2 separate regions of the Mus musculus genome follow, and region 2 is linked to region 1. A link is a contact called in public HiChIP or PLAC-seq data. All regions are on one chromosome and are shown on one strand. The core of a region is the stretch at or near the end of the contact, and the rest is flanking DNA. Distances in the headings are between cores, read along the strand shown.

Region 1 (2,747 bases), core at 191-2,690:
GAGGATGAGGGAGGATGAGGGAGGATGAGGGAGGATGGGGAGGATGAGGGAGGATGAGGGAGGATGAGGGAGGATGGGGAGGATGAGGGAGGATGGGGAGGATGAGGGAGGATGAGGGAGGATGAGGGAGGATGGGGAGGATGAGGGAGGATGGGGAGGATGAGGGAGGATGAGGAAGGATGAGGGAGGATGAGGGAGGATGGGGAGGATGAGGGAGGATGAGGGAGGATGAGGGAGGATGAGGGAGGATGAGGGAGGATGGGGAGGATGGGGAGGATGGGGAGGATGAGGGAGGATGAGGGAGGATGGGGAGGATGAGGGAGGATGGGGAGGATGGGGAGGATGAGGGAGGATGAGGGAGGGTATCATCAAAGTCAGTTATATACATGCAAGGATGATGTATCACAATAGAACTCATTATTTTGTACATTTACTGTCTATTATAAAAACAAAAACATAGTGAAATAAGTATACGTGACAGTAAAGCATGTTTAAGTGTACAATGTAGAGGGATGAAGAACTGCAGAAGAAAACATATTCTCTTGACCTTTCAGTTTTTAGATGGGCAGAGCTTTGTAACAACTATCAGACTGATAGTAAAGCAAACAGAAGTTTAATAAGGTGTGTACCTCACATACACAGGGAGGGGCTCAGAGAAGGAAAAGGGAACAGATCATGAAGAGGTTTAGAGAGAACTGGCTCAGAGGACCCATCAGCTCACAATTGCCTGTAATTACAGTTATAGGGGATACATCGCCCTCTCCTGGCCTCTACTGGTACTGTAGTCACATGCGCACACATAAACACACACACACACCACCCCTAATTAAAAATAAGAAATAGTCTTAAAGAAAATCAGGCTTGTATGGAAGTCAGGCAAGCATATAGAATAGTTGAGCAGCAGGGGACATTCTTTAGCTGGTGAAACACACCCCACTCTGCAATCCCACCTGCCTTGGGCTGCATGCACACCCACTCAGAACAAGAGCTTTCTCCTCCCCTCAGGACCATCAAACTTAGGTTCTATTACATCATACTCTTCTTGTGGTTAATAATAATAATAATAAAGTAAAATTAGTGGTCTAAACTGAATGAATGAAGGAGTGAACCCACACTTTGGTACAACCTCAACAGCTCTATACCTGTCATCCAGAGGGCCAGGCTCCTACACCAGGCTGCTGAGTCAGGGAAGAGACTGGTCTGTCTGTATCTGAGGAAATCAGGTACTTGGGTTTGTCACCTTTGCCTCAGCTGCTGTCCCATGAGAGGCCAGGCCCTGCCATCCCTGGTTGAGTAAACAAACAGCAAGCTGAGGAGGTGTGGCTGAGGAATTCCTTCCTCAGGGACACGTGAGGCCCACTCACAGCATGCCAGACAGCCGTGAAGCAGTGATGTCACCATCAGCTGCTGGTCTGCTGACTGTTGGTTGGCTCTTGAGCATCATCAGAGGTCTCACTGTATAGTGAGACAGATCCAAATCCAGATCCTCCTTCTTCAGCTTCCTCATTGCTGAGAGGGCCGTGGGTAAACTTGCCTACCTAGTATAAGCTTTCACATCACACAACCCTGGCAGAAGAGCCCGATCACCGGTCATATACCAGAACCTTTCCATCAATCACTGCTCCATCCTGATGTATTTAACTTGGTATGATGACAGATGGCTGTCTTGTTTTTGTTTTTCTTTTCTAAACAGCACTTCTCTGTGTAGCTCTGGCTGCCCTAGATCTCACTGTGTAGGCCAGGCTTGCCTAGAACCAGAGATTTACCTGCCTCTGCCTCCTGAGTGCTGGGACTAAAGGTATGTGCCACCAATGCCTAGCCAGATGGCTATTTTCTTTAAAAAGAGCCATCATGGGCATGCTGGAGAAATCCTATGATCCCTACACTCTGGAAGCTGAGGCAGGAGGATCACAAGTTCTAGGCTAGTCTGAGCTATATATAGTGAGACGTTGTTCCAAAAAAAACTAAAACAAGGAGAAGAGGAGAGGCAGGAAAGAAAGTGGGTGTGCACCTTTAATTCTAGCAACGAAACCTCAGAGACAGAGAAAGATACCGACATGGCCTCTGACCTGTCTGCAGCCCTGAGCCACACCTTGCTGTCTCTCCCATGTCTTTCCCATACTCCCACCCAACAACCACAATAGCACCACTCCTGGTGGCGGTGGGTGCGGAGGAAGCACGTCCCACGTCACTCCACTCCAGGGAAGCCATCATGATAGCTGTCTTCTTTCACCTAGACTAAGTGTCTCTATCCAAGCCACTTGCCAAGTCCTAGAGAAGCAGGAATCCAGAGGACTCTAGTGTGGATGCCAAAGCCCCTCCTCACCACAAGAGGGTAAAAGTGTGTTTGCATAGAGACAAAATGCACAGCTACTTGTAAAGTGTCGGACCTCAGGCCAAGTATGGGGCAGTGATGGATCTCAGAGGGACGCTTCAGTGACAGCTGTTATTTTCTTTTCTTCCTCAGGAACCTTGAGGAATCACCTTGTGACACTGTGGTTTATAATGACACATACATCACCCCATTCCCAGTGCAGAGCTCATAAGATGCTTGGAATTCCCTAAATTATCTGTAATAAGCCCTTTCAGCCCCAGTGTATGCTAATGAGGTGACTCCTGGGTGTATGGAGCTGGGTCCCGGAATCCAAAGGGTTACCAGAAGACTGGAAGGTCCGGCCCCACCCACGACTAGGGAGGTAGAGGCAGGCAGTCTGAGTCAACTTCCAGGGATCAAGAAGCTCATGAGT
Region 2 (2,700 bases), core at 109-2,608, 210 kb after region 1:
TTATAGAAGCTTAAGGTATCTGAGAGGAAGGAACCTCGATTGAGAAAATGCCTCCATACAATCAGGCTGTGCCCAAGACTGGAAGACATTTTCATAATTAGAGTTTCATAGGGGAGGGCCTGGACCCTTGTGGGTGGTGCCACCTCTCAGCTGGAGCTCCTGAGTGCTAGAAAAAAGCAAGCTGAGCAAGCCATGAGGAGCAAGCCAGCAAGCAGCACTCCTCCATGACCTCTGCATCAGCTCCTGCCCCCAGGTTCCTGCCCTGTTTGATTTTCTACTCTGACTTCCTTCCATGAACAGTGCAGGAGAAGTGCAAGCCAGGTAAACTCTTTCCTCCCCACATTGTTTTTGGTTGTGGTGTTTGATCGCAGCAATGATAACCCTAACTAGGACAAGAACAATCTGTTGTTCTTGTCCTCACCGGTTTTGGGTTTCATGCAAACAGTAACATTCCATGTACCTGACAGTGGATGGTGGCTGTTTTTAGACTCCCACATCCAGACTCATGGTGTCTGCCCAGACACAGCAGCACCGCTGGGCACTGTCCTCTTGGCTGCCACAAAAAGGTATCAAAGGTTTGGCGGTTTAAAATAGCTGAAGTGTGGGGCTGTGGAGATGGCTCAGTGGATAAAGCGATTGCCTATAACCTCATCACTGGTGGGAGGCAGAGACAGAGAATCCCCGGAGCAAGCTGAGTGGCCAGACTAGCTGAAGCACTGAGCTCCAGGGTCAGTTGCAGTATGTGGACCTGGGTTTGGATGCTAGCACACATATGGCAATTCACAACCTTCTAATTCCAGTTCCAGGGATCCGACACCCTTTTCTGGCCTGTGCAGGCACTGCATGCATGTCAACCACATGCAGGCAGGCAAAGCACTCATACCCAGGACCAGCTAGCTGTCTTACCTTCCTGCTGCTGTGCCTTCCCCACCGTGCTTGACACATCCCGGCTCCCCCGCCCCCCTTTAAACTGTGAACCAAATTAGGTTGCCTTTGTAAGGGATTTGCTGAGAGTGGTTCTGCTGCATTCCAGGCAGGTGACTTGAGCCTCCTATTTCCTTATCTGTAAAATGGGCATAACAAGGGCACCTGCCTGGCCAGGTGTGGCCTGGATCGAGTGAGATGCTGTAAAAGCGTGTGTGGGTGGATGGGTGGTGGTGAAGATGATGTTGATGATGTTGGTGGTGTAGTTGCCCTGGTTATTAGTCCAGAGGACTCACCATTGCATTGATTACAGTACAGAAAGGGCTCAGCTTGCAAGGACTAACCAGACTTGGCTCTTGCAGGCCAGAATCTAGTATATGGCACGGAGATGCCTGGCAGCTGCCAGGAGTCCAGAAAGTAGAGTTCTGCAACTGCTGGGAGGGATGGTTGAACGGTTCACCAAACAACACTGGCATCAGGTAGCCTTTTGCCCCCACCTCCAAAGAGGTAGAAAAGGTGACAATAGAGGTTTTCCATTCCGTTTTTTGTGCCTGCGATGTGCGCACAGAGCCTCAGGAGGTAAACAATCCACCTCCACCAGCTTATCTACCAACTACGTTTTTTTCCAACAGTGCCAGCTTTAGAATCACAACTGCAACCAGGACCCTCTAGCATCCTGTGGAAGTCACTACCTCCCAAGCCCTTAAACCTTTGAAATGGCTTGTTTAAACGCGTCGACATCCTTCGGGTGCCTGCCTCCAGGAAGGAGGGAGAAGGCTGTGCAGTGATTGGCTAGGAAGTGGGCGGAGCCACTGCGTGACTGCTTGTGTTCCACCTCCTGTAGAAGTCCTGGCTGTCCGCAGGGAGGAGGAGGGGACTAGGGCAGCTCCACTGGGCGTGTTGCCTAGGGACACTTAGAAGATTGCAAGAGATTTTAATTTCTTGCTTAAGAGTCAGGGTCAGAGTCCCGTCTTATCTTAGTGGTTTCTGTCTGAACCTTCCAATGCCATCGCCCTACCTGTAATAGGTCGATAAAGTTAAATGGGAAAAAAAAAGAATTAGCTAATTATTTAATAAATGAAGCTGTTGCTTGCAGGTCACAGTCGACGATCCTGCTGTGTCATCCGTGGAGGGCTGAGTCAGCCCTGCCTCAAACCTGAACCCAGTGGACCGGGATCTGTACGAGGCTCTCTAGCTCCACCGTCTGGCAGGGGAGCGCAATGAGCTTTGCGACCGTGAAACCGAGACACTGTTAAGGATAAAAACAGGACTAAACCTCACCGAGTAGTTCATGTGTCCCTTTCCCTTTAACTCTCTATCCTCCAGCTAGATCCGTTTACCGGAGATCTGGGTTTCTGCTGATTGCTTTACAGAGCCCTCTGCCCCCGTGCTCCCCCAGGACTTCAGGCACGCCCTTGGCCAGAACCCAGGCGCCGCCTAGGCTCTCTCTTCACTTCCTGCCTCCTAACTCTCAAGAGGGGCGGAGCTGCTTTCTAGAAGGCAATTTGAACCTGGGCTTTTTTTTTTTTTTTTTTTTTTTTTTTTTTTTTGGTCATCACAATAAAGGGGAGCCTTACTGGCATTTAGTGGCGCTGACCCGCCATGCTGGACATCTAGTAGGATAGTTCATATTGTCTTAGGAGGTTTTTCAGATATCCTGCTGGACATTTGTGTAGGTGAATGCCATGCATTAACTCTCAGAGCTAGGACCAGGTCTATTCCATTTATAAACATAAAGGACTTTCTGTAAGACCCTCCTTTCTCTCTCCCACCGTC

What was found. HiChIP or PLAC-seq counts read pairs in DNA pulled down with a chosen protein or histone mark.
Region 2: a contact with region 1 is called in an H3K4me3 HiChIP or PLAC-seq map of bone marrow-derived macrophages, with 3 times the contacts expected there. The contact joins two enhancer-like sites. A contact is called at or near these places in 1 of 39 promoter capture datasets (cranial neural crest), 9 of 484 Hi-C or Micro-C datasets (CD4 T cells, the N1E-115 cell line, Sertoli cells and 3 more), 6 of 115 datasets of contacts at active chromatin or transcription factors (the NIH/3T3 cell line, acute myeloid leukemia, bone marrow-derived macrophages and 2 more) and 2 of 9 other capture datasets (adipose tissue and embryonic stem cells).

The regions. Positions count from the first base shown.
Region 1 is chr14:66,971,936-66,974,682 of GRCm38.p6, forward strand. No RefSeq gene overlaps it. Among named protein-coding and RNA genes, the nearest start is that of Gm24258, 2.9 kb to the left of the region's middle. Within about 2 kb of position 1,441, at least 50 of the 459 cell types and tissues checked have an H3K27ac peak or open chromatin away from gene starts, as enhancers often do. A contact at or near this core is called in bone marrow-derived macrophages, embryonic stem cells and stem cell-derived primordial germ cell-like cells, where this site is marked.
Region 2 is chr14:67,186,778-67,189,477 of GRCm38.p6, forward strand. It overlaps Gm30438 (a long non-coding RNA gene), which reads left to right. Exons shown (of 8, transcript XR_874742.2): 8 at 2,021-2,435. Among named protein-coding and RNA genes, the nearest start is that of Gm30806, 13 kb to the right of the region's middle. Within about 2 kb of position 1,359, at least 261 of the 459 cell types and tissues checked have an H3K27ac peak or open chromatin away from gene starts, as enhancers often do. A contact at or near this core is called in bone marrow-derived macrophages, embryonic stem cells and stem cell-derived primordial germ cell-like cells, where this site is marked.